Regions from separate parts of the Mus musculus genome. Here regions 1, 2, 3, 4, 5 and 7 are each linked to region 6. A link is a contact called in public HiCAR-type, HiChIP or PLAC-seq and promoter capture Hi-C data. All regions are on one chromosome and are shown on one strand. Each heading gives the region's core, a stretch centred on a gene start, on an enhancer-like site or on the middle of the called end of the contact. The rest is flanking DNA. Distances are from core to core; before and after follow the strand shown. Region 1 holds the start of Cryba4 (crystallin, beta A4). Region 2 holds the start of Srrd (SRR1 domain containing). Region 3 holds the start of Tfip11 (tuftelin interacting protein 11). Region 4 holds the start of Asphd2 (aspartate beta-hydroxylase domain containing 2). Region 5 holds the start of Ssh1 (slingshot protein phosphatase 1). Region 6 holds the start of 4833439F03Rik (RIKEN cDNA 4833439F03 gene). Region 7 holds the start of Alkbh2 (alkB homolog 2, alpha-ketoglutarate-dependent dioxygenase).

Region 1 (2,700 bases), core at 177-2,676, 890 kb before region 6:
ATTCATGCCGTCGGCCCTGGAAGCCTTCTTCATCCCACACCACCATCTGTGCAGGAAAGAAGGAGGGAATCTGTGGACATCAAGGTTTGGCGAGCAGAGAGGATCTTACCCTGGACTCAGAGTGAGTCAAACAGGTAAAGCAGAGGTCACATGCCTCCAGGGCCAGGTGGGTGAGCAAGGTGGACCGTGGGATCCTGGACAGCACAATTTTGTCTCCACCCTTGACTGTCATTAGGTAAGAAAACAAGCAGAGCTTCCATTTCCCAAAGCCTTCATCAAAGGCTTTTATGTGGCTCCGCTATATTATTTTTTGTGAGACAAGATCTCGCAAGACCCAGGCTGGCCTTGAGCCTACGAGCTTCCTTCTGCCTTTACTTCCCCAATGCTAGGGCAGGCATAAGCTATCACACCCAGATTTTAGTTTCCCTTTGCAAAGCCAAGCACGGCCAGAGAAGCACAGTAGAATGATTGTGTGCCAGGACTCAAGGGTGGGGACCAACTCGGGTTGCGTGCCTCAGGCAGGTTGCCCCCTAGTCTGAGCCTTGGGCTCAAGGCAGTCAGTAGCCCTCCTGCAGGATGATGGGGTTCAATGAAGTTGTTGTAAGAGGTTCTTAGATGTCGACTTCCTTCCCTCCCCTCCCAGGGTACTCCCTACCCTCCAGTGTCCAGCTGACTTGGTGCACTGCAGGGTCATGTTGGCACGGTCCTACAGAGAGAAGAACACAGTCACCTTCCATCTGGTTCCCAGCAGCATCTCTGACTGAAGGCTGACTTGGACAGTGTCAGAATCAAGATGGGTCTGGGTATCCCAGGACGGGGGCGATCCTTCTCCCACCCCACCCACGTGCAAACAGCACCAATCTCAGCCACATCTGGGTGCCATTGTCTCCAGCCCAGCTCACAGTGGACTGCAGTGCCAGATGAGTGGAGAGAGGTGGATGAATCACACACATGCACACACAGACACACACCCACATGCACATGTGCACAATCACACACATACACAAGTTCACACATGCACACTCACACACATGCACACATACATACAGGCACATACATACATGCATACATACATACATACATACATACATACATGCATGCGCACACACACACACACACACACACACACACACACACACAAGTGAGTGCACACACACACCAAAACAAAGTGCAGTGCTAGCCTAGTGCGTGGCTCTCATAGTGGACACACAGGTCACAAAATGATAGGGGAGGGGGATCTTGGCATTTAACTAAGAGTCACAGGCAGCAGTCTGACACACTTGTAGACTTCCTGGGATGTGATGGCATTCAGGGTTAGCCAGTGACATCCCCAAGATTGATATTGTAGGATGATGCCACCAGAGAGCTCGGCCCCACTCCTGTCTCCCTCTCATACTTACCAAGAAGGGCCCAGAGCACACGTCAGAACCAGAACCAGACAAGGTCAGGGCTCTTATAGGCAGGAAAGGAACAGGGGCCCCAAGGGACAAACACAGACTCAGCAAGCCAGAGATAGAAACAAAAGCCAGTCCTGGCCAAGGCCCAGAGTGGACATGTCAGCAGCTCTGCCTTTAGTGGGGAAGGACTGGTGGCTTGCCCAGGGTCAGCACTAGGGAATATGAGGGGTAGATAGCCTATTTCCATTGGTTCCACAGGACTCCTGTCCAGGACTAGGGACCCAACATCATCTTGATGGTGGGTGTCCTTCTGTCTGTCTGCATGATAGGACAGACAGAAGCCAGATCATAGAGTTCTGTGCCTGCCCTCCTCCTTCACCTCACCTGCCCCTGCCTCTTCTAGCTGGACGTCACACTTTCACTTGAGGATACTCTTTGAAAAAGTGGAAACAATGTATACAGTAGCTTGGAAGTAACCGGTTCTAAGCAAAACCCTGGGGGCCTGGAGCAAGGGCTTTGGATAACAAATACCCAGCAGTACAACTCTTCTCAGGAGGTGAGAGTGGTGGTCAGGGCTAGAACCCATGCACTCCACAAGGCAGAAGCATCCAGGGCTGTGCATGCAGAAGCAAAGGGCGGGGCGGGGGGGGGGGGGGCGCTGCAGCTTGCTAGCATGCTTCCCAAAGCAGTGCATGCCAGATAAGCACCCAAAGCATATGGAATCCCCTGATCCCTGCCTCTGAGGGGTCCTGTTGCAGGAGAGGGTAGCATGGCAGGAGCGGCTTGTGGTAAAACTCAGCCTTGCTACTGGGTGACCCAGATAAAGAGCGAGTCCTTTGATGGCCAGGAAAATAGCAACATCTCTTCCTTCCTGGGATGTCAGAACAGTTGTCTCACGTTCAGGGCGTGGCGAAGGGTGGACCGGAAGGGTGGACCGGTGCAGTCTCCACAGCCAGTAGCCTGTGTCTGCATCCCGTGCCTGGGGGCTAATTACTTTTGAGCAGGTTCCCAGTGAATGCCTCTAAGCCTCAGTTGTGCTGTGAAATAAAAAAGACAAAGCTCAGTGGGGTACCTCCAAGCCTGACTTTAATCCTCAGGACCACAGGGTAGTAGGGAGAACTGACTCCTGAAAGTTACCCTCTGACCTTCTGACCTCCATGTGAGTGCACACACACACACACACACACACATGCTCTCTCACACCCTCACACTCTCACACACTCATACACTCACACAGTCTCACACACACTCACACACACACACTCACATACTCTCTCACACACTCTCACACACTCACACACAC
Region 2 (2,754 bases), core at 232-2,731, 790 kb before region 6:
AGCCTAAGGCAGAACAATCAACAGTGAATTTAAGTATGCCAGAGGCAATGTTTAGGGACAAAGAGGAGAGAAACTGCCCCCAGGCGACCTACATTCTTCTAAGGAAAGAAGTGCCCGATAAATCAAAGTACTCTGTAATATTCTAAGTAGCCCTGAATCAGATTCTCTATGCTCAGGAGTGATAACCACACCCCTGGAAGGATGCTGGGAGAAGCAGGGCATTCTGGGAGATTCTGAAGCAGCTGAGGAAACAATGACTATCTGGTGTGCGCCTTGAAGAGTTCAGGTCCTAGACACCTATGTCTCACTAATCTCGAGACTTTAAGGCACTGCTTGCTTCTATCTGTCCTCTCAGCTGCACCGCCAGTAATTTATGTTCAGAGGTAACTTCTGGGTCACCAATGCTTTTTAAGTGTAACTTGCCCCCCTCATCACAGCCCTTCTGACCCATACAAAATGCTACCAACATTTCTAACTTAGCCCTGTAAGACCAAAACTAGAAAAGGCAAGAACACGGTGTAGCCTGTGTATGGTGGGCACCGTCTATGTGCCCTGTAAGAAGGTACAGACCAAGTGCTGGGGAGATGGATGTAACATAATAGAGTACATGATAATGATTAGGTGGAAGCATGGGGTTTGAAGTCACCAAGGCCTGGGCCTGAAACAATGATCTTTGTATGTCTCTCGGAGTGCCCAGGATTCCAGTGAGCCTGTGAAATACATAGGCTGCAAAAGTCTGCGCACACAGCTGCTGCTCAGTAAACCATTGATGCAAATGTTGACATCTGTGTTTGCTGCAACCTCGATTTACAATACGGATAATAACCAATGTGGTGTGTGGCCCACAGCAAAGACGGGATATCCTCCAATTCAGGGCTGCTGGGCTAGCCTAAGCTATAGTACAAGATCCCGCCTCCAAATCCAGAGCTGATGATTTATAGGGTAAAGGTTCTTGCCACCAAGCCTCACATTTGAGTTTGATTGTCCTAACCTATGCAGTGAAAGCAGAGGTCTTCTGAGCACCTTCTGACACCCTCCTCCCCCACCTCGAGCTTGGGTGCCAGGGAGTGCTCTACAGTCACATCACACAATCCTCTGAGCATCCCTACGTAATGCTTAAACCCCCATCTCAAAGGTGGCAGACAGGGACACAGGATGATAAACTGCCGCAGCCGCAGCGAATGGGAATGGCAGCTTTACTGAGAGCTTGCTACAGTGACACCGGAGGGAGAACTCAGCCTTTCCCAGCGGGTTGGCACACCCATTTCCAGGTTAGGGACACTGAGGCTGGAGTTGCCTCTCGGCGCTGCACTCACTCGGCCTCCCGCAGGCGGCGTAGCACCGCTTCGCCGTCCGCCTCCGGCTCGGCCCGGGGCCCCTCGCCCGGCCGCGGTCGCCTTCCCGCCGCGCGCTTCCTCCTCCGCGGAGCCACCGCGCTCCAGGGCTCGAGAGCCGCCGCCGCCATGCTCTGACGTCAGCAGAGTGCGCCAGAGCGGCCGCCGTGCCGCCGACGTCACAGGCTGCGTCACACCTCACGTCATCGCCAAGCCCCCACCGGCGGGAGGTGGGTCCGCGCGTGATCGCGGGGCTGCCGGGCGGGCGCAGGTATCGGGGGTTTTCCCGCGGGCGGCCAGACAGAGCCCGGGGTCCCGGTGGGCGGGCGGGCGGGCGAGCCTGATCCACGCGATCGGGCCGCAGGGTTCGGGGCTCCTGACCAGCGAGGGACTTCCCTCCGTCCCCGCGCGCACCCGCACTGTCCCCCTGCCTGTACTCTTAGGGTGTCATGGCCTCTTTAGGTCCCTTACACAATCACTGACCTCATCGGGACCTTTGAGAACTCGCTGTTAGGTCCTCCGAGCAGGCCTCAGGGAATGGGAGGGGTGGTTCCAGGAACAGAGATGCCCTGCACAGTGTGCTCGCCCTGTGTTTGCTGCAGAACGAGGTGTGTGTAGTTGAGGTGACTGATATTTAAGAGGCCTTTTCGGGTTCGTGGGGGATGCCCCTCGGGCACTTCCTTCTTCCTAAGAGAGTTTACTCGCTTTTAAGAGAGGGTCCTGCTTTGTAGCCATAGCTTGCCTGGAACTCAGCAATCTGCCTGTCTATTTCCAGTGCGCTGGGATAAAAGGCCTAAACTACCATGCCTGGCTCCCTCCCTAAGAGACTTCAACGTACTATTTCCACAGGTGGCAGATTGTGGCCAGCTTTAGAGATCCTGTCCTTGAAGGAATTAACCAGAAAAGTGGGATTAAGACTATAGTCTTAATGAAGCCAGGTGGTGGTGGCGCACACTTTTAACCCCAGCACTTGGGAGGCAGAGACAGCCTGAGTCTACAGAGTGAGTTCCAGGACAGCCAGGGCTATACAGAGAAACCCTGTCTCGAAAAAACAAACAAACAAATAAACAAAACAAAACAAAGACTATAGATGAAAATGACGGAAGGCTTGTCAAGGAAAAGGATTAAATTATTTTTGTGTTTCCTCCCAGTGTTATCCACACAGTGAAATAAGACTGTCAGAAAATTTCAGCCTCGTGGATAGTAATTTTAATGCCTGTACCACCTGTTTCTGGACAGTTCTCTTGGAGGAGCGAAGAATCAGAGTGAGGCCAAGACTCTTTTCTGGCAGAGTATTCCATGATACACTGAGTTGTCTTCCCCTCTGTCAAAGTTCTCTCTTGCACTCTGAAGGGCTGCGCACATTCTGATTAGGCTCCTGAGTGCCAGTTCCTTAATTTTGGGACCATTTGACTGGTGT
Region 3 (2,700 bases), core at 180-2,679, 810 kb before region 6:
CCACACTGGCTCTCCCACACCACCATGCCTCTTCCCTTCTTCGTTCTCCTCCCGGCAGCTATGAGTTACAACTTGCCTGCCGTTCCCGCCCCCACCCCCAACCCTGGCCCCACTGCCCGCCCTCAGCTCTCTGTATCAGTTCTTAGATGCTTTCATTCACGTGACCATAAAACCCCAAGAAGGGACCCTGATCCCACAGTATCACATTGGCTCTGACGGACTCCCCAAGAGCCTCACTAACAAATCCTCCTGCATGTTTTTTGGTTAGGTTTTATTGCTGTATTGTAAAGACCATACCCAAGAGCAATTTGGGAAGGAAACTGATTTATTTGCTTTACAGATTACAGTCCAAAGACATTTTTAAAAAGAACTGAAGTAGAAGCCACGGAGGGAACGCTGCTTATTGGCTTGCTCCCTGTGCTTACAGCACCCAGGACCACAGGGGGAGGCCCCACCCACAATGGGCTGGGCCGTCCCACATCAATCATGAATCAAGCAAACGACACCAGTCTTGCCTACAGGCCATCCGATGGAAGCACCGAGTCCTTTTCCTAGATATCTCTAGTGTGTATCAAGCTGACAGGGGAAAACAAAAATAAGTCCAGCCAACAACAAAACCCACCAGGACCCAGCCTTTTAGGGTATTAGAGAAAACAAATTAGTTTCAGAACCAGAGATGGCACCAGACTATGTATAGATTTGTAAGATGTGTAAAAAGATGACATATGCTCTTTGTGGGTCGCGTTGGCACACGCCTTTAAGGCCAGCACTCAGGAGGCAGAGGCAGGCAGATCTCCCGAGTTCGAGGCTAACCTGGTCTACACAATGAGTTCCAGGACAGTCAGGGCTACACAGAGAAACCCTGTCTTTCTTTCTTTCTTTTTTTTGGGGGTGGGGGGTTTCGAGACAGGGTTTCTCTGTGTAGCCCTGGTTGTCCTGGAACTCACTTTGTATGTAGACCAGGCTGGCCTCGAACTCAGAAATCCACCTGTCTCTGCCTCCTAAGTGCTGGGATTAAAGGCGTGCGCCACCACGGCAGGATGAGAAACCCTGTCTTGAAAATTCACAAAACCAAAACCAAATCAAACCAACAAGAAACCCCAACTCCGTTCTTTCCCAGCGACAGAGAAATAACTAGAGCAAAGAGGAGAACAATAAAACTGCTTCCTGGAGAGAACTCGACATGGGGTCGCGAGGACATTTTAATCTCTCAGTGTCCTCGTGACGCTGGTAACGCCAAGTAAGACTCCAGTGCCTGGCGACGGCTCGCCCTGGAACGAGACGGCCACTCAGCCTCAGTTCCGATGGGAACCAGAAGCAGCGCGAGGCGGGATCACCGGCCCTTCCGGGTTGCAGACACGCCCCCTCCGGCGTGAAGTCGCTGCCGGGGCAACAGCGCGCCACTTCCGCCTCTGAGCGATGACGTATTTCCGATGCGCCGGTAAAGGCCACATCCGGGTTTGGGCTGGCGGGACCCTCGCAGATTCGGGGACGCTGGGCGAAGGCTGTGTGGCTCTCGCGGATGCTGAGCGAGGTGAGCAGGCGGCGGGGTGGCGTCCCGGGAGCGCGGGCTGAGGCTCCGAGGCTCCGTGACGACGGCTTTACGGTTTCCCTGCGCTCCGGGCCCGCTGCTGACATTGAGCTGAGCGTCTCCTGTCCCCTGTGCTGGGGAGGTGGCGGTGCTGTAATTGAGTGGGCCTAGGGCTTCCTGCTCCTTTGAGGAAACTCAACATGTGCTGGTTGCTGGGGTCGGAACCTGTTGAGTTTCGCCGGTGCATAGTGAGGAGGAGGAGGAGGAGGAGCAGCGGGGGGGGGGGGGAGCTGTTAGTCACCGCGGAGCCGTTTTCACGCTGTCAGTCACTGGTGTCACATAGTGAGGATGTTACTGTGCAATGCACACAGTGTCGGGTCGGGACCTTTGAATGTGATAACCACACTCACAGGTGTTCATAGAGGCGCGATTTAGACTCAGGCTGGGGTGTTAAGTGTTAATGATTTTCACAATCATTTTGAAGGATTCACTTCGCAGTCCTGACTTGTAATGAGTGTGAACCTGAAACCCGATCATGGAGTGGAAGAAGATGCTTTTTTTTTTTTTTCCTTTTTCCTCCCTTTCCCCCCGTTTCTGTTTTTTGTTTGTTTGTTTGTTTTGTTTTTTGTTTTTGTTTTCAAGACAGAATTTCTCTTTAGCAGCCAGCCCTGGCTGCCCTGGAATTTGCTTTGTAGACCAGGCTGGCTTTGAACTCAGACCCCCCTGGTCTCTGCCTCCCTACTGCTAGAGTCAAAGATGTAAGGGTGCTGTTTCTTGAGCACCTACTGGGAGCGGAGCTTTCGTTGTTGTTTTGTCGGTTTTGAGACCAGGCTGGCTTTGAACTTAGAGAGATGGATCTGCCTCTCTGCCTCCAAAGTGTTGGAGCTTTTGTTTTTCGAAAGTATCATCTTAATCAGTCCTTACAAGCTTCTCCTGGAACTGAATGAATGCAGTTATGAGAGAGAGAGATGAATAGCTACCTGGGTAGAACACTGTTTTTTCCCTACCCTCTAGGAGTGACTGCAAAGTGGCATTCAGAAAGACTGCAACCTTCCAGTACCGTAGAAGCCGTTCAGGGAAGGAAACCTTCAGTCCCGTGGAAATAGTATTTCAGAAAATGCTCTGAAGTTTCCCTGGAACTGCAAATTGGCTAGATACAACTTTTCCTG
Region 4 (2,700 bases), core at 88-2,587, 740 kb before region 6:
CAAGATTCTATGTGAGACTCTCACCTGGTGTTCATAGACTCTGAGGAAACTGTAACTCCAAAACTGCTTTCATCAGCCAGGTTTCTTCGGATGTCCTGAGCCCCAGTCAGTGGTAATAACTGACTCAAGAAACCGAGTTCCCACCAACCTGCTCATGTCAAAAGCAGATGGATAGGATACCTCTCCACTGCCAGCCCTTCCCCTCCTCAGAACAGCCTTGCTTGCTCCGGACAAAGCAAACAAGAGCCCTCCCTTAGACAGAGCAGTAAACATTCAGCAAGGAGAGAGCCTAACCTCTCCACATGACCAAATCCAGCACTAAGAGAAGGAGCTGGGACCTGCCACTCACTTGAGTTCCAGGAGGCTGGCGGCCCCTTCGCCCAGGGAGGGACACACAAGTCCAGAGCTGATTTGTGACAAGAGAACAAACTCTGGTTTTGGTAGAGTGTGTGGCATCAGGATAATAGGTAGACACACACACTTCTGGCTCTCTTCACAGATCAGTTCCCATCAGGAACGGGCATCATGCAGCCCCGAACCTCAGATCTCAAAGATCAGCCGGCTCTGGGGAATAAAGGACAAATTCAAGTCCGATCAAAGATAACTTCTGACGTGAGGAATGCCTGGGGAGACAGTCTCCACTTGACCCAGTTAACCCGGATCAGATGACCAGCTCAGGAAGCTTTCTGATGACAAAGAGACCGGGTCACCCTGAGGTGAAGCCAGGCGACCCCGAACCCCCCCCCCCCCCCGCAAGGTACAGCACACCACAGGAGAGGATAGGGGGTAGCTGTGTTGCTTGCTATCCTCTCTACCAGGGGGCGCAGAGAACTGTCCGGAGACAAGCCCTCCCCTCTAGGGACCTTCCTCCTCACAGTCTCCCGCCAGTGTCACAGGCCCTGGAGAGAGTACGACAGAAGAGGTCAGAAAGATGCGTTAACGCAGGTAGTCAGGGGAAGAGATGGTGAGGTGAGGGTTACCTGGAAAAGTGGGAAGGAGGTTTAGGGCGCGTGACAATTCTCGGGACAGGGAGGTGGGTCAAAGTGGGTGATGCTGAGGAGGATGGGGGATCAGGGGAAAAGGCGAAGGAGGAAGCTGGAAAGAGAGAAAGAGGGGGAGGAGAAAAGGTGGGGGTGATGCTGCGCTGCGCGGTCCAGCTCGAGAGGCACTCAGCACGCAGCCGGTGCTAGGCGACCGCGGGCCCTGGGCCGGCCCGGGATGCAGGCGCGGGCGCCCCTAGCATCGTCCTCCTCTGCCCCGCAGCCCTGGAGACCCCGCTTACCTGCGCGGGCGGCTGCGGGGACCCGGGCGACGCCACTGCCCCAGGGACGCGGCCGCCCCCTGCCGCGCCCGCAGCCGCCGCCCGGCCGGAGCCGCGAGCCCCGCCGAGCCGGTGCCGCCCGCGCTGCGCTCCGCCACCCCGAGGACCACAACTCCCACAATGCCGCGCGCGCCTGGCGGCGGGGAGGGGGCGGCGGGGCGGGGCGGGACCCCCGGCGCATGCATCTGCCGCGCGTACCCGCGGGGGGCTCCGCGCGTCCCGCCCCACCGAGCATCGGGTGCGCGCATCAGGTCCGGGGGCTTCGCCTATCAGACGCCTTTGTTCCTCCCTCCCTCCCTCCTGCATCCCCTCCGCTCGGTCCTCCCTTCCGCATCTCCTCCCCTTGGTGTCCTTCCCCTCGCCCCTCTTGCCTGTGATGAATCCCACACACACTTCTGAGGCCCCGCGGACACGTGGGATGAAATTGCAAATGGAACAGCCTGGAAGATCCGCGGCTCCCGGCCCCGCCTGGGCGCTGCTGACTGGAGCTGTTGCAGACCTGGCGCCTGCCCACAGGGAGGCCCAGTCTAGCTAGCCACGGCCAGTTCTGCCCAGTTCACTGGAGGGAAAGGGGCTGCTCAGCCTGGCCTAGGGACACCGCGCTGCGAGCGCCCAGGGAAGCGTGGGCTCCTTGGAACAGTGCATGGGCGTTCTGGGAGCGTGGGGTGGGATGCCAGCCCACAGCCCATCTGTGTCTGTCCTCGAACCTACTGCTTCCAATCCCAGCATGCATCTTTGTCCTGGCCTAGAATCCTCATTTTTGTCCAGGATAAAATCACCTCGGGTCTGTCCCAGAAGCCCCCTGCCCTTCACCCAAGCTCGCACTTATACAGTTGGTGATAGAGAACCCACTTGCTTCACCCAGGACCCCTGTTTCCTGACTCAGAACCCACTCCATGCCCTGGAGTCTCCATCTTAGTCCCTTAAGCCCTTGTTACAATTCCAGGAGTAGAATAGCATCCCCCCCCCCCCCCACCACCACTTTTTATTTTAATACAGTGACTCAAAACGCGTCATTGGTTCAGCAAGGTTCTTTTGCGGGGACGCCACCAAGACACCTGACAGAAACCAATGGAGGTGGGAAAGCTCACCTGGGCTCACAGGTCAAAAGTTTTCAGTCCGTTATGGCAGAAAACGCATGGAGGGATGCTACACTTGTAAGCGTGTGATCTAGGCTCAGGAAATTGGGGCAAAACCAGGGTCAGTCTGTCCTTCAAAACCCACCTCTCCCGCCTACTTCCTGCAACCAGACCCACCTCCCGTTGTAAACTCCAGGGCCTCCACAATCGGTGCCATAGGCCGAGAACAAATGATCAGACCATGAATATGTCTTACATAGATTGAGAGCCTGTAAAATGCACTAAGGACGGTTGCCGATC
Region 5 (2,700 bases), core at 200-2,699, 860 kb after region 6:
GGAAAGAAATGATTAGACCCAGTATGGGCAAACCTTGAGACCAGCACGCTTAGAGGGAGAAGCCAGACAGAGGCAACACTGCATATTTCCTGTTATATGAACTACAGCGTAGGCAAATGTAGAGAAGTAGGGGACGCCCCGGGGTGGGGGTGAAGCAAAGACAAGCGGTAACTGAGAAGGGCGGGGCGCTGAAGCTTCGGGACTGAGTGGCTGAGCGGGTGTGTCTACTAACGCTGACTTACATACTTCCAAAAGGTAAAGCCACAGGCTGTGAGTTACATCTCAACTAAAAAAAAAAAGATTAAAAGCCTAAAAATGTGTCTAATACAGGAACTGGAAGCGACCAAGTGTTAAATTCCCATAACATTATGGAAGTTGGCTAGAAATCCAGGCTGAGAGCCAGGTGTGGAAAGCTCTTCTGAACTGACAACATCTGAGACGCAGAGGCAGGGGGCCAGCCACAACTACATGATGAAGGAAGGAAGGAAGGAAGGAAGGAAGGAAGGAAGGAAGAGAATTTCGGCTGCAAAGGCCTGTACTGCCCCTCCCTGCTTCCCTATGCTCCTGTAGTTTCCTAGGAAGAACACAAGATAAAAGGCACTTTGTAAACTGTTGTAGGGGAACCGAGCTGTGTGGGAAGAGAGGCCTTACTACAATCTAACTTCTCAGTTGCCCTGCCTAATTGTGTGCAAAGAGGAGGCAACCAGAACCTTCTGCCTGCAGATAAAACTCATGAAAGAGTCTCAGACAGAAAGGGCCCTGGAGGCTTAACCTCACAGCCATTCTGCAAAGATGCCTGCCAGTCCCCGCAAGACGAGCCCAAAACGCACCAACACGGGCACGCAGGGGTGCTGAGCCAAGTCTCACGCAGACACACAACCCCGGGAGAGGGCCCAGATTCCAGCTGGCAACTTCCTGGGCCTGCGGGGCTAGCCCAGCACAGCGGGGCGTCCCCTGCAGCCGGCTGGGTCATCCGGGGTTTACTCCGAGGCCTTAAGCTCATCAGGGGAAGGGGGTGGGATGAGCCCGGCTGGGGTAGCACAGCCTGGGGCAGGCCGTCCTGAGGACCCGGACGCTCCGGTCCCCATCTACCCCGATTAAGCAGCATGAGCTCAGGCCCCGAGCGGAACCCGAGACCCTGCAGCCCAGAGCCGACCAGAGCCTTTCCTGGTGCCCTGCGATCTGGAAGCATCCCCCCCCGCCCCCCCACCTCCGCGACCCCAGCCCGGCGCATGCTCAGTCACCGGGACGCGGGGACGCCCGCACCCCAAGGGCGGACGCACCTCCGCCTCACACCTTGTGGGAGGGTGCGGCCGGGCTCACCTCGCTGTTGCTTGCGGAGGAAGACGCGGCGCTGGGCGTGGGAGAGCGCTGAAGGGTCACCAAGGCCATCGCGGCGCGGGCCCGGCCCGGGGCCTCCAGCAGCCGGCCGGGCAGCCGCGCCGGGCCCGCCCCTCGCTCCCTCCCTCTTCCCTCCTCCCTCCCGCAAACTCCCCACCCCCCACCCCCTTCCCCGGCTCCGGAGTCCGCCGGGCCCGCAGCGCTCGGGCAGTGATGCGCATGCGCCAGTGACCGGCCTGGGGCGGGCCCCGCCGCGCGGTCACGTCCACTCGCGCGCGCCCCCGCGCTGGCTGCAGCCGCCCGGCCTGGGCCCCTCCTCCGCCGCTAGACTCGCGGGCAGCGTAGGGAAACTGAGGCCTCCGAAGGCAAGGCCAGCAGAGCAAAGCTGCCCAGAGTTTGTAAAAGACTCACTCGTTTATTCTTTCAAGGAAAGTTACTCTGCTCATACAAAGTGCGGGGCCTCCCCCCACCCCACCCCACCCCCGGGACTGTGAAATCCGCTTGCAGAGTTGCTTTGCATAGGATTGGGGTGTAGCCCAGTAGCAGGGTGTCCCGCCGGCCTACTCAAGGTCCTGGATTCCAACGCCTGCACCACCAAGGGCTGATCTAATCTTCGAATTCCTTCTGGTGTCTAGAAACGCAGACTAGTGGGTGGCGAGAGGAAAGGCTTCTCGAAGGAGTAGTACTTGCTAGGAGGCAGGATTTCCGTGAGCTGGACTAACCCACGGAGGGAGAGAGAACTGTGGGCCGGCCAGAAGCTTGCCCGGGGACAGCAGTGGGGATAAGCGGGCGCGTTGCATTGGCTTTGGAAAGGTTGCCAGTGGGCCAGGGTGAGGGACCCCAGCAAGGCGGTACTGGGCAACTTGATAGAAACTTCTCTTTCACAGAGCCCCGACCCCTACTCTGGACCTCTTGTGGTACCCAAGCCTTGCTAATCACAAGTCTCCAGTCCCACTCCATCATCCTCAAAGCCCGAGAGGAAACCTGGCTCCTCCCTGCCTCTTCCACCGTCTTGAGGGTATCAACAGTCTCCATCCTCAAATAAGGATTGTCTTTCTTTTTAAATTTTTATTTATTATTATCTGTGTGTGTGTGTGATATGCGTATGAATACATGCATGAATCAAATTCAGGTCACTAGCCTTAGTGGCAAGGCTCCTTTATGTACCATGTAACCAACCCTTAAAGGGGATTTTCAGTGGGGTTACCCCGCAATGTAAGGAAGTTTCCAGTTGCTCGTATTTAACAGACGCTCCTGCTAAGTGCAAAGAGTCTCGGTTTTTAAAGATCTGAGAATGGCGCCATTAACTGCCCCCTATGTCGACACAAAGCATCCTCTGCATTTTCAGAAGGCAACTAT
Region 6 (2,748 bases), core at 97-2,596:
GACTTAGGGCAGCATCCAAAGTCACACAGCCCAAGAAGAGCTAGGGCAGAGGTCAGGGAACAGAGCTAGTGTTCCTGGAGAGGATTCTGGGGAACGGGGCAGGAGGAGACAGACAAGCTGACACAGAACGAGCTCTTCCTTCGCGGAGAATGGGCGAGCACTCAAGACCCAAAGGAGTGCAGACTCCCACACAAGGAGTCACCCCTGATCAGCCTCACAGCATGGCTTCTGGCCTGGGTGAGCCCCTGCCTAGTGGCTCAGTGGCTGTGTGCGCCCTGCTGAGTCCCCTGGTCTCTGCGGACAGCTGCATTCCCCTGCCCAACACTGTCTCATAACCACACTGGCTCTGGGGACAAAAAGGGATAACTGAACCCATGTCTGGCCTCGAACGCCCCTGAAAACTGGGACAACTCAGCCCAGGGCAGAGGCCAGCTATCTGAAGACATTGGGCACTGCAACTAAGCTTCGTTCTGGTTGGTGACGTTAGTGTCCCCGAAGTCATTAGAGGTCCCAGAAACCATCTGCCAAGAGTTGGGCAGGGAAGTGTTCTTCCTGCTTCTCTCTCCCAGCCAGACTTCCCGCACCTTGCTGCGCATGCCCACGAGGTCACCGTTCTGTCTCCAGACCCGCCTCATATCACTCCAGATTACACTCACTGGCTATGATTACCCTGGTCTCACAGCATAGAACCCAATAGCTGGGCCTGGGCGCTCCACAATGGCCGGGCTCTTCACACAAGTCCAAGCTCCCAGGCTGGCAGGACCTGCCATCACCTTCCACCCAGTCCCCTACAGCTCCTCCCCTCGGAAGTCACTCAGTGTCTCACTTTTGAACAGTGGCAACCAGGCAACCGCCTTAAATCAGCACACAGGCAATGAGACCACTTGGTCACCCTGGGAGGGCAAGAGGAGATAGAGCAGGTGTCAAGTAAGCTTCCCTAAAAATAGAGATGCCGGCATGCCGTGGGGACAGCAGTGCCCCCCCAACCCCCACACAGCCCTGCTCACAGACAAGGAGCCCGGAGTCCGTTCCCCACCAGCTTCAAGCAGTGGGTGCTGCACCTGCAGAGCAGCCAACCCAGCCTACATCCCCCTCAGTATCCCAAGGCCATCATCACTGATAGGAAAAGTCCTCCCCTGAGGCTTCTACGAGTTGGCCCCCTCTCAGGAGTCCGAGGGAAGGGACCTTCCCAGGGTTGCCCTGCTATTTTAAACCACACACATCTATCCCCAAGCTTACAAGATCAGGGGCCTCAGAGTCTGGCTGTCTCTTCCGGAGGGATGAGAACCTCTGTTGGCTGCGTGCGGAGAAGCGGCGGAAGGACTCTCGGCTCCGAGAGGCCAGGTGTCTGAAGGAGGAGGTGCGCTTGAACGGGGTGCGAGCGGCGGACTCCCCGCTCCGCTCGGTGCCCACCGTGGCCGTCACCAAGTGCAGAGCCTCCTGGAAGGACCGCCTCACCGTGCCAACCCACTGAGTCATGTGTGTCTGGGCCACTGAAAGCTTGTCGCCCAGGTACTCCATAGGGCCAGCCTGGAGGAGGGGGCAGGCGGAGGCAGTTAGGAGGCCGACACTGCCAGGGTCCTGGTCCTTCTGTCGGTGACCGTCCTTGGGGAGAAGTTCTGGGCTCCGATGGGAAGCCCGGCAGAGAACATCAGCGCAAGTAAAGTAAACATCGCCCGACAGGCATCCGTGCGGGTCACGAAACAGGGACGGGACGGGTCAGCAGGGGGTCACCAGCAGGAGCCTAGAGTCAACCAACCAGGTCGTCCAGTTCTAGTCCCTGGGGCCAACCCTGATGAAGTCAAGGGGCAGGTGGCTGTGAAGAACTGGGCGAGGGGGCTGGCACCCCCAACTCACTTCCTCCGTCCATGCAGGGAGAACTCCCATGCACACCTGGGAGCCACCGCCCACCGCCGCCGGCCAGCTCTCTCTCCAGGCTCTTCTCGTCTGAACTAGGCAGATCTCCAGTCCTCAGGCTGGAGACTCCAAACCCGAAGCCGACTGAACCTGCCGCCCAGCAGGCAGCGCGCTCACTTCCGGAGAGGCAGCCACCCAGCCCGGGTCCCCTGGCCCGGCAGCCCGGAATGACATCAGCCCCCTGTCTTGGCGAGGGGTGCACAGCCCAGGAATGCAGGAGGGGCCTCGGGAGGTGGCCGCCCAGGGAGCTGGCGTCAGCCCCAGTTTTTTTTTTTTTGTTTTGTTTTTTTTTCTCCCCCTAAGTCTCAACTCGCTCGCTCGCTGTCCCTCGGGGACTTCATGTGCCAGACTGCTTACCCACCCCAGGCAGCACCGTGCAGGAACGCGGGTGAGTGCGCGCGTGTGGGGGCATGTACGTGGGAGGCGGCTGCCCCGGGGAGGTGGAGGGGCCGCTGCCGCACGAGCCTCCAGGGCTTCAGGTGAAGTCTGAGGACCTGTGGCTGGCTGTCAGTCTGTCTCCCTCTCCCGGCAGCGGCAGCGCCCTTCGGCTTCCATCTCCTTGCGGAGCTAAGCAGCTAAGCCTCCCCCACCAAGCTCCTTCCCCCTCTTATCCGCTCAGCAGTCCCTGCTGCCTCTCCTCGAGGATGGAGGACGCAGGTGACCTGCCCTGAGCTTCCCTCAAGGGTGGGTCTGGGGCTGAGGTGCCTGCATTTTGGTACAAGCAGGGTTGCCATGGCAACTTGGGGGCACAGCATCTGCCCCCTTTCCTAGGCTGGGCACAAGGAGCCATAAGGATGATTCATATGAACGAGTATCACATGAGCTCACTGT
Region 7 (2,700 bases), core at 104-2,603, 990 kb after region 6:
TTTTGCTTGCTTGTGATGTCTGTGCCCTCGAAGGCTGGACAAGGGCACCACAGTAGCTGGAACTGGAGTTACAGAGGATTGTGGGCTGCCATGTGGGTGCTCAGACCCAAACTTGGGTCCTCTGGGACAGCAACTAGTCTTAACTGCTGACTCATCTCATACATTTATTTAATTATGGTCTTTAACAAAACAAAACAGGGTGTCGACAGGCAGTGGTGGCGCACGCCTTTAATCCCAGCACTTGGGAGGCAGAGGCAGGAGGATTTCTGAATTTGAGGTCAGCCTGGTCTACAGAGTGAGTTTCAAGGCAGCCAGGGCAACACAGAGAAACCCTGTCTCGAAAAAACAAAAACCACTGAGGCCTAACCTTCGCCTCCAGCTATTTTGAATCAGTATCACGAAGATCCCAGAATGGTTCGGTTTGGGGGTTTGTTTTGCTTTTTTTGTTATTTAGTTTTTTAACTTCCCAGGTAATTCCAATCAGTTGCCAAATAATTTCGTTCTAGACCTCGTGGACAGTTCGTATGCCAAACCATAACCTAACCTAACCAGAGCTGCCCAGACCGTGACCTAATCCGTCACAGCCGGAAGTTCACGCTTCTCCCAGGGAAGGCGCATCCTGTCCTCGCACAAGCCTAACGCACGTAAGACCTCCGCCTACCAGTAAAATACTCCACTTCTTGCTCCAACTCTCGGAAAATCTTGTCTGCCTCGGCTTTGCCGAATAGGACGGTGTAATCACAGCTCAGACCTTCCGCGCGAAGGTGTCGCCAGTCCGGGCTCTTCAGGTCGCCCGAGGCTCCTCCCGTCGGGGCGGGCTCCTCCCCTCCCCCTTGGAGGTCGCGGAGGTCTGGCCTCACCAGGAACTTGTCCATCCCGCCGCCCACTCACAGCTCAGACGCGTCCTACAAAGGAAACAAGAGCGCATTAAACCTCCTAGGAGGTGCCTGGCGGGCATCATCCAGGCGGGGAGCCTGCCCTGTAGCTTAAGTCTTCCTAGCACAAGCTGACCCGAACCACGCTGTCCTCACGCCCCAGGCGCCCATCGGTAGGAATCCCGGGCACGCATCCCCAGGCCCGCCCTGGAATGGAGTACTTTTAAAGACCCGTCCGTCCTCTTCGGAATTCGAGAGCTTTGGCTGCAAACGGCTGCCCAAACCCAAAAGGCTACACATGGGAAGACGCAAGCGCAGAGAGGCATGAGGCTCGCCCAGTTACCCAGAAAAGCAGGGTTGCCTCTGCCCTGCGGCCCCGCGGGGTAGGGGCTGGCACGGGCGAGCAACCGGGCTCCACCGGAGAGCCCGGAGCGGTGGGTCAGGTCTCTGCACAGACACACGCAGCCCCAGGAACCCTCACCCCGCCCCTCCCGCCTACGCGGGACTTCCGGGCACAGCGCCCCCTGCCGGTCTCCCTGCGCACCGCAGGATGCTGCCTTCACCTGATGGCTCAGCAAGGTTAGGCCTGTGGACCAGTTCTGGGGTCTACGAGCCTAGTGTGCTACAGCATACTGTCTGGGGGGCTTGAGGGCAGTGTATGAATCTGCACTCCTGACAAAGACACAGCATTGTCTGACCACTACAGTCGACATGGAGAACAGTTATACCATCCCATAGAATCCTTCCTCCCTTAGGTTCCGACATAATTTGTCAGCTATTCCTTGCTTGCTCTTCTTCACGATTCCACATAAATGTGATGGATTAGAGGCTGTATAGCCTTTTGCGTTTGACTTATTTCTGTAAGCACACTGCTTTTAGATATAACCGTGTTTTAAAATCTTTATTTTATTTTATTTATATGAGTACACTATTGCTCTCTTCAGACACACCAGAAGAGAGCATAAGATTCCATTACAGATGGTTGTGAGCCACCACGTGGTTGCTGAGAATTGAACTCAGGGCCTCTGGAAGAGCAGTCAGTGCTCTTAACCGCTGAGCCATCTCTCCTGCCCCTGCCCCCGTGTTTTTTAATCTTTTGGGGGGGTTGTTTTTGTTTGTTTTTCTTTTCTTTGTATGTGTGTGTGTGTGTGGTTTGTTTCGAGACAGGGTTTCTCTGTGTAGTCCCAGCTGTCCTGGAACTCACTTTGTAGACCAGGCTGGCCTCAGACTCAGGAATCCATCTGCCTCTGTCTCCCAAGTGCTGGGATTAAAGGCGTGCGCCACCACTGCCCAGCTGTGTTTTTTAATCTTTAGCTTCAAGTACAGCCATTTTATTTATATACTATGTATAAACATAGAGGACATTTGTACCGTTTTTCTCCTTCCATTGCTGGTATGGAAAGACCTGTGACAGTCATTTCTTGCTCCTGGTGGCACAGAAGAAAAAAAAATCACCATAAATATTCAAGCTCAAACTTTTCTGTGAATGCTGAGTTTACTTCATTGAGAAAACGCCCTGGTCCTCGACCAGAGGGAACGTGTTATATCTCTCTAAAGTGCTGCCTATGGGAGCACACGGTGCTCTCTGCTGTCACACACCAGCAGGGCACAGCAGGTCCTGTCTTATCCACGTTGTATTTTGGAGATGAAAACAAAAAAGGGGCAATGTGATAAACAAGATTTCTTTGTACAATATGGAAGTTGTGAGCAGGGTGACAGGCTAGGGAGTAGGGGGGGATGGGGAAGAGGATCTTACAGGGAAGAATCCTAAGCCAGCATTGAAGCTTTCCAGGTAAGGGACAAAATAACATAGCATGCGAAGATT

What was found. Promoter capture Hi-C pulls out the DNA fragments that hold promoters and counts their contacts. HiCAR-type assays count read pairs that join an accessible place to other places. HiChIP or PLAC-seq counts read pairs in DNA pulled down with a chosen protein or histone mark.
Region 1: a promoter capture Hi-C map of trophoblast stem cells shows a contact between it and region 6, with 5 times the contacts expected there. The contact joins the promoter of Cryba4 here to the promoter of 4833439F03Rik in region 6. A contact is called at or near these places in 10 of 39 promoter capture datasets (the SN4741 cell line, cranial neural crest, embryonic stem cells and 7 more), 1 of 115 datasets of contacts at active chromatin or transcription factors (pancreatic cancer cells) and 1 of 9 other capture datasets (embryonic stem cells).
Region 2: a HiCAR-type map of astrocytes shows a contact between it and region 6, with 4 times the contacts expected there. The contact joins the promoter of Srrd here to the promoter of 4833439F03Rik in region 6. A contact is called at or near these places in 8 of 39 promoter capture datasets (embryonic stem cells, hematopoietic stem and progenitor cells, hippocampal neurons and 4 more) and 2 of 115 datasets of contacts at active chromatin or transcription factors (astrocytes and pancreatic cancer cells).
Region 3: a contact with region 6 is called in a FOXA1 HiChIP or PLAC-seq map of pancreatic cancer cells. The contact joins the promoter of Tfip11 here to the promoter of 4833439F03Rik in region 6. A contact is called at or near these places in 3 of 39 promoter capture datasets (hippocampal neurons, pre-B cells and stem cell-derived epiblast-like cells) and 3 of 115 datasets of contacts at active chromatin or transcription factors (large pre-B cells, neural tube and pancreatic cancer cells).
Region 4: a contact with region 6 is called in a promoter capture Hi-C map of stem cell-derived epiblast-like cells, with 4 times the contacts expected there. The contact joins the promoter of Asphd2 here to the promoter of 4833439F03Rik in region 6. A contact is called at or near these places in 6 of 39 promoter capture datasets (embryonic stem cells, hippocampal neurons, stem cell-derived epiblast-like cells and 1 more), 1 of 115 datasets of contacts at active chromatin or transcription factors (astrocytes) and 1 of 9 other capture datasets (embryonic stem cells).
Region 5: a promoter capture Hi-C map of pre-B cells shows a contact between it and region 6, with 3 times the contacts expected there. The contact joins the promoter of Ssh1 here to the promoter of 4833439F03Rik in region 6. A contact is called at or near these places in 3 of 39 promoter capture datasets (hippocampal neurons, liver and pre-B cells) and 1 of 115 datasets of contacts at active chromatin or transcription factors (pancreatic cancer cells).
Region 7: a contact with region 6 is called in a promoter capture Hi-C map of pre-B cells, with 4 times the contacts expected there. The contact joins the promoter of Alkbh2 here to the promoter of 4833439F03Rik in region 6. A contact is called at or near these places in 3 of 39 promoter capture datasets (liver and pre-B cells) and 1 of 115 datasets of contacts at active chromatin or transcription factors (pancreatic cancer cells).

The regions. Positions count from the first base shown.
Region 1 is chr5:112,251,092-112,253,791 of GRCm38.p6, forward strand. Cryba4 (crystallin, beta A4) reads right to left here and starts at 1,427. Exons shown (of 6, transcript NM_021351.2): 1 at 1,401-1,427; 2 at 656-706; 3 at 1-46. The coding sequence starts at 694.
Region 2 is chr5:112,341,559-112,344,312 of GRCm38.p6, forward strand. It overlaps Srrd (SRR1 domain containing), which reads right to left and starts at 1,482. Exons shown (of 7, transcript NM_001359388.1): 1 at 1,317-1,482. The coding sequence starts at 1,465. It overlaps Hps4 (HPS4, biogenesis of lysosomal organelles complex 3 subunit 2), which reads left to right and starts at 1,537. Exons shown (of 14, transcript NM_001359853.1): 1 at 1,537-1,605; 2 at 2,486-2,754.
Region 3 is chr5:112,324,940-112,327,639 of GRCm38.p6, forward strand. It overlaps Tfip11 (tuftelin interacting protein 11), which reads left to right and starts at 1,430. Exons shown (of 14, transcript NM_018783.4): 1 at 1,430-1,534; 2 at 2,546-2,700.
Region 4 is chr5:112,393,436-112,396,135 of GRCm38.p6, forward strand. It overlaps Asphd2 (aspartate beta-hydroxylase domain containing 2), which reads right to left and starts at 1,338. Exons shown (of 6, transcript NM_001357013.1): 1 at 1,283-1,338; 2 at 350-564; 3 at 25-148.
Region 5 is chr5:113,992,341-113,995,040 of GRCm38.p6, forward strand. It overlaps Ssh1 (slingshot protein phosphatase 1), which reads right to left and starts at 1,450. Exons shown (of 15, transcript NM_198109.5): 1 at 1,324-1,450. The coding sequence starts at 1,392.
Region 6 is chr5:113,136,466-113,139,213 of GRCm38.p6, forward strand. 4833439F03Rik (RIKEN cDNA 4833439F03 gene) reads left to right here and starts at 1,347. Exons shown (of 3, transcript NR_166693.1): 1 at 1,347-1,512; 2 at 1,875-2,305. All of the region lies in intron 6 of 2900026A02Rik (RIKEN cDNA 2900026A02 gene), which reads right to left.
Region 7 is chr5:114,126,865-114,129,564 of GRCm38.p6, forward strand. It overlaps Alkbh2 (alkB homolog 2, alpha-ketoglutarate-dependent dioxygenase), which reads right to left and starts at 1,354. Exons shown (of 4, transcript NM_001359941.1): 1 at 1,219-1,354; 2 at 662-905. The coding sequence starts at 875.